2 separate regions of the Danio rerio genome follow, and region 2 is linked to region 1. The links are chromatin contacts, called in public Hi-C maps. All regions are on one chromosome and are shown on one strand. The core of a region is the stretch at or near the end of the contact, and the rest is flanking DNA. Distances in the headings are between cores, read along the strand shown. Region 1 overlaps fbxo38 (F-box protein 38). Region 2 holds the start of csnk1a1 (casein kinase 1, alpha 1).

Evidence for each region. Hi-C and Micro-C count contacts between places; a contact is called where the count stands out from the background.
Region 2: a contact with region 1 is called in a Hi-C map of an unstated tissue, with 4 times the contacts expected there. The contact joins the promoter of csnk1a1 here to the enhancer-like site in region 1. A contact is called at or near these places in 3 of 18 Hi-C or Micro-C datasets (caudal fin, embryo and an unstated tissue) and 2 of 4 datasets of contacts at active chromatin or transcription factors (caudal fin and embryo).

The regions. Positions count from the first base shown.
Region 1 is chr14:43,276,416-43,282,784 of GRCz12tu, reverse strand. fbxo38 (F-box protein 38) reads right to left here. Exons shown (of 21, transcript NM_001433086.1): 18 at 5,128-5,273; 19 at 4,279-4,382; 20 at 1,695-1,808. Among named protein-coding and RNA genes, the nearest start is that of fbxo38, 28 kb to the right of the region's middle. Within about 2 kb of position 4,309, at least 17 of the 62 cell types and tissues checked have an H3K27ac peak or open chromatin away from gene starts, as enhancers often do.
Region 2 is chr14:43,376,309-43,383,356 of GRCz12tu, reverse strand. csnk1a1 (casein kinase 1, alpha 1) reads left to right here and starts at 4,266. Exons shown (of 10, transcript NM_152951.1): 1 at 4,266-4,893; 2 at 5,237-5,343. The coding sequence starts at 4,771. It overlaps si:ch211-195b11.3, which reads right to left and starts at 1,588. Exons shown (of 4, transcript NM_001291900.1): 1 at 1,482-1,588. The coding sequence starts at 1,530.

The DNA of each region.
Region 1 (6,369 bases), core at 3,060-5,559:
AATGTTATTTATGTATGCCTTTTATTTTATTTTTTATGAACAAATCTACCTACAGGTACTAATAGAGAACGGAACTGAATGTTTTCAGATACAGTATGTTTATATTAGTTTTAAAAAAAAGTGAAGAAAGCAATTTGGCAATACTTTAACACAATTATTAAAATATTAAAAAACCCTTTTGTGCTCTAAATGAATGAGAATAGCAAAACCAACATTATGTTTTAGGTTTAAATTCACAGAGGAACTAAGAACTTTGAAGTGGACCCTTGATTAAATGATTTGTCAATAGCGGTATGCATAAGGCTACTTAAAACATTGAGGCCAGTAACAACTCAATTTTTAAAATAAGTAATACTTATTTAGCAAGGACCCTCAAGTTCATACAGTGCTCATAATAATTGAGCAGACCCCGTTTTGAAATTATTATTATCCATTTGTTAGTGAATATAGGCAATGTGTTTTGGTGTGTTTAAACAAAACAGATTTCAGAGTTCAAACACATTTTTTACTACTAAAGACTTTTCCCAGACTTTCAAGTCAATTTTCATGACCTTATGTTTCATGCAATGTCTGTATATGCGTGGTAAAAGAAAAACATTGCATGTTCAAATTACAGCACATTGTAAAACACGCAGCAATCTATTTAGTTTCAATTTATATATATTTCTATGTAAAATTGATTTAAATAATGCTTACACCACACTAATAATATGAGAGTATGTGATTGGCAAATAACAGTATAGAAATTATGACAACTAACCTATATTTAAGTAAACAGATTTTTGTTTTCCATGACTTTTCCAAAAATTTGTGGGTTTTTCTTTTTTTCTGAAACTTTTCCAAATTTGGAAAATGCCATGTCAAAATTCCATGACTTTTCCAGGTTTTTATTGACCGTATGAACCCTGAGTTTTATTAAACAGATATATGTAATAAAATAATATTTTGGTCACCAAACATTTAGAAATAGGGAGACAATGTAATTAAATTCAAGCAATATATATATATATATATATATATATATATATATATATATATATATATATATATATATATATATATATAAGAAAAATACAAACCCTTACAACCAACAAAATTTCTACTAAATTCTTAATTTTTTTGAATTTAATATTTTTCTATAACATAAAAATTTGGGTGTACCAGTTTTGGACCTCTAGATTTGTCTTCAGTACTGACCAATCTAATGTATGCTTCCTATTAAAATATGAATTTAAAAGATAGATTAGTGAGGGGTGTACTTATACATATACATATATATACATACATATATACATATATATATATATACATATATACATATATATATATATACATATATATATATATATATATATATATATATATATATATATATATATATATATATATATATATATATATATATATATATGCTGAGCAATTTATATAATTAGATTTTTGTTGACTAACTAAAAAAATTACAAGCATAAAGTTGAAAATAAAATAGATTAAGCTCTTTTTATGCACTTTTTTAAAGAAGTAAACAATGATAACTTTACATTTTAGCTTAACTATAATGAAGATCAGTGCTAAACTGTTAATAACAAAGATTCATGCTAAACTACTGAGCAAGACTTCATCCATCATTTAACATCAATGTGTTAAAGATTAACACCTGACCATTATTATTTCCTGACAGACATTGCATCACTTACTGCTTTCATCATCTTCAAAGTCGTATCGAGCGTAAGTGTTGGGCTCTGCTGTGCGTAAAGAGCGAAGCCATGGGAAATCAGTGATCATCGAATACGGCGCCCCATCCACGACCCCTAAAGCACAGGGAGTGTGGGAAAGGTTGAATGTTATTACTATTTTTATTCCATTAGACTGAAAAGCATCCTGCACATCCTTACAGGCCGATTTGACATTATGGAGCCTGCAACTTTTCTCATCCATTAAAGCAAGACACAGCAGGTAAAAACAGATTTTCTGTTTTTTTGAGTTTCAAGGTCCCATAAAATTTAAATATATATATATTTTTAGCATCAGTATTGTTCATTTTTAGGATATCTATAAGCTAGTGCACTCTAAAACAGTGACAAAATTCACATTTAGAAGATATAAAACTGATATAAACATGTAAAGCTTGTAGTTTTTCAATTACGCCAAAATGGATCAACTTTTTTTTTTTCACGTCACCTCATACTTCAGTTTCTCATCAAATCATGACCAATCAAATGCTTTCTAGTATCTGACATGCCCCGCCCCCTTTAAGACAATTCAAATTTGCTTTTCATTTGATGCAGCTGAGCTCAATCACTCTCACTGGAAGAGCTGTGATAAAACAAAACCCTATTGGCTGTTTTTATAAAAGGGGAGGAGCTACTGTCCCACCCTCTCTTCGTGTTTTGGTTAAGATTACGTCAAACATTAAATAACAATGCACATTTCAAAGCACTTCACAGCAACTTTAAGTATTTTCATAGTCTAGAGTAAAGAACAAACAAATTCAAAATATACTTTTAAATGCTTTTGTCATACTTCACCAAATAGAATCAGTACATTTTAACCACAAAATATTTTTACATTTATTTTTAATTCTATAAAAAATATTTAAATTTATATTTAATTCTATTTAAATTCTATTTTTAAATATCTATTTTTGTTTTAAAACAAGTTTTTTTTTTTAAATCTCTGTTTTAGCTTAAACTAAACCTTCCAATTATTCATATATGTACTCTGAAGATTTTTACAGAGGCTTATGTTTATACATCATTTGCCTAAAGAGAAACGTTTTATTCTACAAAAATGTTTTTTCCCCCACCCAGTATTTTCTGAATTGATGAGTGAAAACAAAAGATTTCCAAAATCCACTCTGTAAAACCCTTGACTCTAATATGTTTTTAGTGCTAGGCAAAGCTTGATCACATCTAAAACAAAAGTTTGTTTTAACAATATATGTGTGTATTTTATATGCTTATTATGTATATGTGATGCAAACATACAGAAAAAAAAAAAACTATGCAAAACAATTTTGTTACATAGACATTAAAATGTATGTATTATTTGTATGACATACACATTTTATATCTATATCTATACACATTTTTGCAATATACGCATGGATGTGTGTATTACACAATAAATATACACAGTACATACACTTAAAATATGTCAAAACAAACTTTTGTTTTGCATATGATTAATCGCAAAAAAAAAATTGCCCAGCATTATTTTTTTTTACCATATTCACCTGCATTGTCTTGCCTTAAAGAGTTCACCCAAAACTGTACATTTATCACTAGTTAGTCAGTGGTTCCAAACATTTATGAGTTTCTATATTCTGTTGAACACAAAAGAAGATGTTTGAAGAAAGCTGAAAATTGCAACCACTGACTAATATAGAACAACAAATACTACAAATGTCAATGGGTACAGGTTTCAAGCTTTCTTGAAAATATATTCTTATGCTTTCAACAGAAGAAAGAAACCTCATTCATTTTTCTTCGGCTTAGTCCAGGGGTGGACAAACTCGGTCACGGAGGGCCGGTGTCCTGCAGATTTTAGCTCCAACTTGCCTCAACACACCTGCAAGGATGTTTTTAGATAGCCTAGAAAGAGCTTAATTAGCTAGCCCAGGTGTGTCTGATTGGGATAGGAACTAACCCCTTCAGGACACCGGCCCTCCAAGACAGAGTTTAAACATGCCTGGCTTAGTCCCATTATTGATCATAGGTCGCCACAGCAGAATGAAGCGCCAATGATTCCGGCATGTTTTACACAGCGAATGCTCTTCCAGCTGCAACCCAGTACTGGGAAACACCCACACACTCTCGCATTCACACACACTCATACAATACGGCCAATTTAGCTTATTAAATTCTCTTAAAGCGCATGTTTTTGGACTGTGGAGGAAACAGGAGCATCCAGAGGAAGCCCACGCCAACACTGGGAGAGCATGCAAACTCCACATAGAAACAACAACTGGCCCAGCCGGGCTCGAACCAGTAACCTTTTTGCTGGGATACAACATTGCTAACCACTGAGCCACCATGCCACCTGAAGAAAGAAACTTAAATAAGTTTAGAACAAGTAAAGGGTGAGTAAATGATGAAGGAATGTTCAGTTTTGGGTGAACTATCCCTTTTAGATAAATAACCCCATGTAAGGGATTTGGGCAATGTAAATATGACTGTAAATTTCTCGCTCTCTCTCACACTCTTCAGTATGACCATGTTTCCAGAGGAAATGAGTGAGGGGGGTTTGGATCTGGTCTCTAAGGGCTCTGTTTCCTCTCACCCTCTAATGTGTAGATGTCTCTGCCCCAGGGATAGCTGGGATACTTCTTCACATCCTCTTCCGTTCGTGTGGCCTCCGGAAAGAATTCATACTTGATGAGTTCTCTTGTGAAAGGATAAACAAAAAGCAGCTTGGTGAGTTAACCATGGTAAGAAAACAGTGCCATCTGGTGGACAAAGCAGGAAGCAGATTTGGAAAGGTACATTTTTTGTGAATTATTATAAGTCTAAAGAAGTACGCTACTGAAAAACTAGAAATTATTACAACTTTGCAAAAATACAGCTTTATAGAGATTGTAATATGCATCTAAAACACTAAACAAATATATTTTTAAATCTATGCAACAAGATGAAATAAAATATGTAAGCTTTTCATATGAAAACTATGAAAAATAAAAATTTAAAGACAACTTAAAAGACATATTCACTGGATTTATTGAGTATGGCTTGTGTAAAAAATCATAACGTTTTAATTCTATAATTAATTAACAAATCTGATAACATTTCCTACAAATTTCAAATACAAATAATGAGTTAAAAGACATAAAGAAGAACTTTTTTTATTATTATTTTATTACAAACAAAAACAGCTCTAAATGAAAACATGTATTTTATACTGGGAAGAAAATGTCATGAGATGTTTGCAGAATAAAACAAAAATTATATTATACTCAAACACATAACTATAAATCATAAATCCAGAGAAATGTGAAGTGGTCTCTTCATTGATTGTATACAAAGCAGGACAGGCATGGAAAGTCAACATGAATTTTCCCCCTCTTAAATAAATAAAGTGTAAAGAAACCTTTTAGTGTTGTGTATTGTATTATGAATGATGCAGTTCACTCACTGACTAATGTTGGCAATGGTGTCCATCCAGCTACGAACGCGCACCTTATTCCTGACATTGGGTGGGTTGCTGAACTCGTGGATAATGGCAATGTGGTATGGATACGGACCACTGAAAAGCTTTTTCTCCAAAGCCAAAGAGTCAATCTGGAGAGGAATGTTGAAAACAGCATAAATGCAACAAACTGTGCCTTAAATATCCCAAACGCTTTTACAGGGCTCAAAAAGTATTATACATAATTATTAAATTATATGTATTAAGCTATGACACATTTGCTGGAAAATAGTTGCATGTGGTTTAAAAAAATTACTGAATTCTAAAAAAACTAAACAAAATCAACATCAAATAAATTCGAATAATTAGTGGCGTCAGTTGATTAATTGCAATTATGCACATCCAAAAATTTTTTTCAATTTACATAATGTATGTGTACTCGCTGTGTGTGTGTGTGTGTGTGTGTGTGTGTGTATATATATATATATATATATATATATATATATATATATATATATATATATATATATATATTAGGGATGTGCAGAGCAGCCGGTATTTGTATTTGTTGAGGGGGGGGAAAGTATTTGTATTTGTATTCGAGTAAAATTCAAAATGGCGCAAAAATCTATAATTTTTCTATTACACTTCTAATTTACATTATAGTGAAAGTATTGTTTAATTTTACCCATTATATAAATTATAGACATGCAATATTGGTTGTTGTTTTTGAACATGTGATAAGAAATGTCATTGAAAAGAAAATAACATAGAAGCCATTATCTCATCCATGGTTAAACCAACAACTAATAAAATACGATTGTGAATATTATGAACCCCACCACCACCGTTCGTGTTGAAGGACACTGAATAGACAGAATAAAAACAAATAATACTTCAAAAAACTGTTCTTCTTCTGAAAGAACTTCTTTCCAATGCACAGAATTCCAAAAACTAATATTAACTAAATTAATCTAAACAAACCCTGCCTGGGAGATCTGGCAGAACAAAAGTATTCTATATAATACTAAAAGATACAGCCCTGCTATTGTCATCTGCCTGCCACAAAACAGACACAAAGTTTGTTTGTTTTTTTTTGTTTTTTATGTTTGAAACTGACTTGCTGGGGCAGAATGTGGCTGTGTTGATGGTTTGGTGCTTGTGGAGGATTTAGCAGAACATAGCTGTGCTGATTGAGGGGATTGATGCTTGTGGGGGGTTCACAGACAGTATCAGGAGAGGATGCTT
Region 2 (7,048 bases), core at 3,017-5,516, 100 kb before region 1:
TTTTACAGTATAATTTACATTACACAAATGGAGAGTCCTCGTAAATAGGCATGGGATGATAAACGTTTTCAAGGTATCCCACGGTTTGGAAAAGTCAAGGTTTTAAACCGCCAACATTTTCTGCTATAGCTTTTTTTTGTCTTTTATGACAACAGTATCTCCAGCAGAAAAGATATCCAAAGATGCTGTTTTAAATTGTGAAGAACTAATTGTGTTTTTGAAACTAATGAAGACTGCAGAAGTCAATGATTCATTTTAATTAATTAGCCCAACATGTTTACTGCTCCATAATGTTTTAAACGTTTTTCAAAATAAAATATATTGTGTTCAAAGGGGAAAAAAGCTTTAGTTTTTTACCAAGAAATTTTAAATATATATTTTATATCTGTAACCACAATACCATAATACCATGATATTTTCATCCAAGGTTATCATACCGTCAGAATCTTATACCAGCTCATGCCTAGTGTGTATACAGGTTTATGTGGTTAATAAGACTGAAATTGTTTAATATAATGGGTATGTATGACCTAGTTGACCTATAGATGGCCTAATTGAAAACGTTTAAAAACTAAAGTTAATGATGTCTTTTGACTTTTGATGCTTCATGTGAAGGTTGGGTTACGAGTAGGGGTATGGTAAAGCAATATATAAGCAGTTTTGACAGGAGAATATACAAAACCTATAGAGAGTCCTCGTAAACCATATATACAAGTGTGTATGTGTGTAAGTATGTAAAAATGAGAAAGAAATATCTTTTCCACACAAAATATATCCACTATCAAGCAATAAAAGAACAATTTTGGTTTCATAAAGAATCCCTTAATGACTCCACACACACACACACACACACACACACACACACACACACACACACACACACACACACACACACAATAACTTTTCTAAAGAATTAAAAGAACCACTTTCTACTAGAAAACTTGTGGTAGAAATGGTAGAGAACTTTGTGTGTTAAATGTTCTTCCTGCAACCAACTATGCCAATAAACAATCTTTATTTTATTTCCTTCTAATCAAATTCTCATCAGATAATGAGGCTGGATGAGGAAGTCTTGATAATATGACTTCATAAATTCCTAAAACCAGCTTACTCTCTGTCCATATTTCAGAAGAACCGATTTTTAAATCTTCCCATGACAGAAACCATACATCTCAACAATATAGATTCAATCCAAAATGTAACAAAATGGATCTGTCTGGGTCACTGAATAGTCTACTTATGGCTTTAAACAACAAACTTTATTGTAAATTGAATCGTATCCTTTTCACATCCATTTTGTTATAAAAGCAAATGACAATTTATAAGTCACCATCTATATGTTAAACAAAACAATGTGTGCCTATCAAACATGCTCATTATGACACGTCAGTATTCAGTGACGTACATATCAAACAAAACCACGACCAGGTGTCTGCTTCAGATAATTAACACACAATAGTTCAGTGTATTTGTATACTCACTAGTGAGGTAGAAGACAACAGAAACGCAGACCAGGATGGCGAGCTTCATGGTTGTTGAGCGAGTTTAGAGTGGGAAACTCAGCAGGTGTTGGATATGTTTGTAGTCTGGGATTTCTGGTTATATACCTTTTGAAATAAACCAACACAAGCCCCTCCCTCTCATTGTTTCTGCCTACTCCGAAAAAAAAACCTGATGGGCAACATTCATGTCATGGGACCACAAACAATGACTAAGAGTATCTGCTATCTGGGACTAAGGCTGTTTGTGGTTTTGTAATGTCGGTAGAAAAGCATTTGTCAACAAATAAAAACATAAGGCACATCTTCAGGATGCACTGTAGACTTGTTATACAGGGATAAAGGTCCTCTTGTCTATGGACATTAAGTCTAGCTGGATAATAAGGTCTCGTTTTACAAAGATGATGTCTAACTTCATTAAATCACAAAATGTTTGCTGTAGAAAATCATGGCTTGTTAACTGTAATTGATTTTCTGTTTGGCTTCATGTCTTGTTTTTAAAATGACATATTGGTTTTACTTCATATTTGATTTAGTTTGTAGATGGCCTCCTAAACACTAAGGATATTTTAAATACTTTTTACAACAAGGAAGCATTAAATTAAATATTATTTCTTGGGATAAATGAAGTTCTATTAAATTCTATTATATTTAGTTTCTCAATTTTTTAAATTAAATATAATTATTTGATCATTTGAATGAGTATTTAACTTTGAATTGATTTTAATTAATGAAAAAGTTAACACATTGCTTAATATAAGAATGTTCAGTGCATTTGCCTGTCTCTTTATAACTAGTTTCAGAAGCCACCAAACTAGGTCAGAGGTCAGGGAGACCTTGAGTGGAACTGATGGCTGAGGACTGGAATCAACTGTTTCTATTGTTATTTCTAGTAGTTATTACTATCTAAAATGTCTAAAGTGATTTTTCTATTTTTACGGTTAAATCTTTTAAAGTGATTCTACTTTTATTCAAGATAGACTTTGTATAATAAGAATATAACTGCCTGAATGTAGATTATACCGTTTTTTAACCAGTTTTGATAAAAACGTCTGAGTACACTCAGCCTTGGATAAGAAACAGATTATACTTTGTGTGTGTGTTCTATTTGATTGTTGATCCGTTTCACAGTTCTGGAGTCAGCTCTAATCAGTCTAAGGGATGTCTGACGTTTATGCTGAAGATATTGTTCAGAATATACGCACGAACACTACGTGGAAATGTTCCTAGTCTATCTGTGTTTTAACCAATCAGGTTAGAACACCTATATGTATGATGCAGTTAATGACGTTATGTGAGAGTATAATTGTTATTGATTGGTGATTGTAAGCAGAGCGGCCTAGGAACTCATTGCGAGTGTTGAAGCTGGCTTCTGCGGATGAAACTGCAAAGTATCTTCAGTAAACTTGATTTACTTATTGAAATCTCTGACTCCGGCTCTTCTTCATCTGACAGACTGGTCATTCTTTGGGTTAAACTGTATACCATCCCTACAGCCTCTTATCTATTTGATGAAGCTTTACTTTACTGAATGTGTTCGTAACAGTATGTTATGATAACTATGTTACACTACCTGACAAAAGTATTGTCGTTGATCCCAGTTGTAAGATCACATAATAACTTGACTTCGAGTTGAACGCTTTCTTTGCCATTCCAGATGACTTTATTAATAGGTTATTCGAGTCATTGAAGAGATGTATGGATGCAGTCCTCCAAGCTCATGGGAGTCATGCACAATATTCATTCTTTTTCCACTGCACCATGACTTTATATTCTATTCTGTACATTATTTCTGTTAAGTGGAAAGACTTTTGTCTAAGCAAAGTCAGACATTACTGTCCCAATTAAATAATTACAAATCAAGGCATGATCATATTTTATTTTGGTAAAATAGGCATAATCCAGAGGCCTTTGTCATTTATATAAGCCACTTCTGATAGCAAATGATCAACTAGAAGTCAAGTTATTATTTGTTGTTCCTAAAACTTGGATAGGCGACCACACTTTTGTCAGGTATTGTCCAACTTGTCATGAAACTTTCAATCAGGATATTAGGAAGGCTATATTAATTTATGTGGGGACAAACATAACTAAAACTAGCATTAAGAGAGCCATGTGTAATAACTTGATTGAGAGAAACCTTTAAACAATAAGTTTATCCAAATCATTTACTCACTCATGTTGCTCCAAACTTTCCTTTCCTTTTTTTGAAGAGACCGTATAAGTAGCAGAGGGTTGAAAATCATGAGGGGGAACACATGACAACTAAATTTACTTTTTCAGGAGCACTTATTAGCTGGATCTCGTTAAACTTCACTAGGTGGCATAAGCGAACCATGTAGCCCGCACGGGCCAACAGCGCGCGTGACAGTGCGCAGCCATCGCGAGAAGTGTAAATATTGAATGTGTCAAGACATGTCTGTGTGAATTATTTTAATGGTGCCAGGAATTAATAGAGTAACATCATAAAACACTAAATAAACCTCTTTGATAGGCTCACACAAATGTAAGACTATGGGTGTCGTGTATTTAAAAGGTGGCATTCCGGTCGCATTATAGTGATTGTGGTGTCAAAATATAAAATTATAATCTATAACAAAAGTAACACATTGGCTTTACAATACACATTCCAAAATTCCCCTGCGCGCCCTCGCGTTCTAGCCGCGCGTACCCACAGGTTCGTTGACATCACGCGTGAACCCCTCCCCTGCCCGCGGCGGCGCGCTTTAGCGCGGTCTCGCTCCTCTCTTCAGATCAGCAGAATCTGTTCATCCCGAGACGGACAAGATGGCGAAGTGAGTGGGTTGCGCTTTGAAGAGAAAGCAGCGACTCACAAAAATTCTTCAACGTTAAAACGTCGGTTGCCTTGATGTTCGTTCAAATAAGCGGGAAAACGCATCTTTAAGAAGAAAAATCGCCCCTCAGAGCGAGGTGAATCGAAGAGAGCGTCGAGGACATCGACTCCTCCGTGTCCTTTCAGGCTAAGCTGCTAGACAGCTATTCGGGGAATTGCTCAAGAGAAAAAACAGCCTCAACCTCAGGGGAAATAGTCTTGTTTTTTTTTTTTTACTTAAATGTCGAGGCAGCAAAACTTATATTGAAACCGATGTCCGTTATCATCTTCATTTCGTCGTTGTGAGTTAAGGACACAGCTAGTAAGGAAGAGCCGTTTTTAGGCTAGCTAGCATTGTTTCTACTGGACTGAAGAAGAGAGCTGCCTAAAAACCTCGCCCGTTTACACAGTTTCAGTGTACTTCTCGGATTTTAGGACATGGCCAGCAGCAGTGGCTCTAAAGCCGAGTTTATAGTCGGTGGGAAATACAAGCTCGTTCGTAAAATCGGATCTGGATCCTTCGGTGACATTTATTTGGCAATCAACATCACAAATGGAGAGGTAAAATGAAATGGATGTGTAATTCTTGTGCTGAATGACTGGGATAAGAAGATTGAGGGGTTTATACGTGTGTCCAGCTCAACAAGTCTGATTACCAGAACATTAAAGTCCATATGGTTTCCAAACATATAGTTGGTGTAACGTTAGCCCTGAAAGATTAACGGATAACGTTATTCATATTTGTACGACTTGTTTATGAGAAACCAATCAACGATAACTCGTTGCAGATTGGATAAAACATTTCTTTAAGATCATGTCCTGTCAAATCTTTAACTATTTTCAATGTTTCGCCACTAATCTGTGAGTTTTTGGTAAATGAGCATTATTTTTATTATAATTTCAGGAGGTAGCTGTGAAATTGGAATCACAGAAAGCCAGACATCCTCAACTCCTATATGAAAGCAAATTGTACAAAATTCTCCAGGGAGGAGTCGGGATCCCACACATCAGGTGAGTAACTTCAGATTATATCAGACATTATTATGGATTTTGTGGTAACATTAGCTGAACTAGTTTGATCTGGCTGAGGGACTAAGGGTAGCTTAAGATCGAAAGCAACGCATCGAGGAGCGTTACAGAGTAACGTCTCGCATTTGTCAACGTATATTAAACGTCTCAATGGTTTATGCATCGATCTTAATGACATTAGTGTCATTACTGTTATGTTTAGTTTTACGGTTATGATATAGCATCAGCAGGCTAACTAGCCCGTTCATTAGCGCTAGGTTTTCACCGCGTCGCTTGAAAGAACGGTGGTGAAATGTCTTCAAACAATACGTGCTCTGTAAAATGGATTATTATATTGTAAAGCGAGTAAGATTTGATAACTTATTACATGTGTTTGTGTGTTGCTGAGTAATGAGTAAAGAGCGAGTGGGAAATGGCCGCTGCTCTTTTGTTGTGTTTGTTCAACATGTCCTCCCTCTCGATCAGAAAATGGCGGATGAGAGAAAACAAGTTTCAGGGCCTAGCGAGTCTGCTGCTGTCTTCTCAAGGTGACTGAGCCTTACCAGGGCTGCTGTTTGTGTCAAAATGTTGATTCTTTTTCATATATATATATATATAGAGAGAGAGAGAAAAAAACATATGAGATAAAGGCTCACATAGGGTGCCTCAAGTAATTAATTCTAGTCACATTATAATTAATGACGTACTGTGACTGTATTCTCTGTCGCGTATTCTTATTTTTATCTTAATTAATTCAAACGTCATACTTTGCGATTGCAGAAGTTCCCTATTTCCCAATGTTTATAGGTGGTTGAGCTAGGGTAAATGTTTTTATTTGCTGTTTCCTCACAACTATGTTTATGTTTTCTAAGCTACTTGACGTTGTGCCTTATTAACCTAGTTTAACCTTTATTTCAAGACATTTGAGAGCCTGTGGGTGAGTGGGCCTTATCTTTCTAAAATGCACTCAGATCAGATGACTTTGCATAAAAATGCCAGAGAAACTTTTAATTAGTCACAAAAGGACTTTTGAATGTTTTGTGGAGATGAATTTGTTTTGTACCTAAGGTAGACGTTAAGATCTTAGATGTTAATTCATGTAACTGCAAAATTAAAAATTAAAGTAATATGGTAAGGTGTGTTCGTGTTTAATTGCCCTGGCACCCTTACAGATAAGTCTTTATCTTCTTTTTTTCCTCCCCTTGAAGCTCCGCTCTTGGCTCTATTACTTGGGTAATTAAAAATTAACTTTGCTGTAGATGTCAAATCAACGAGAGATAGCGTTTAGTTTCTATTAAACACTCTTTATATTCACTATGTCCCACAGATCTGACATTTCTTTGAGGTGGAAAAGATACCAAGATAAATAACATGTGACCTTTAATGCATCTTATAGAATTATATGTTAATCACAAAAGAATAAATTTTATTTCAGTATTCAATATTGATTTGCATGACCAGTTTGATCCTATTCTTTCACCCCTATTCCCCTTAAATTAATTGCATTTGCTTTGAAAATTCACATAACAGCATTAAATATGACAAAAGCTTAGTTTCTTGCAACGTTTCACACCATATTATTTCTGCTTAGCTAGCTTTCTTTCCTAGAAATGTCATAAATGCTTACCAGCCATGAGTTTTGCTAGTTTCACATTTAATCGTACACTAATATATCATTTAGTAAAGTAGTTCAGCTGACAAATTTCAC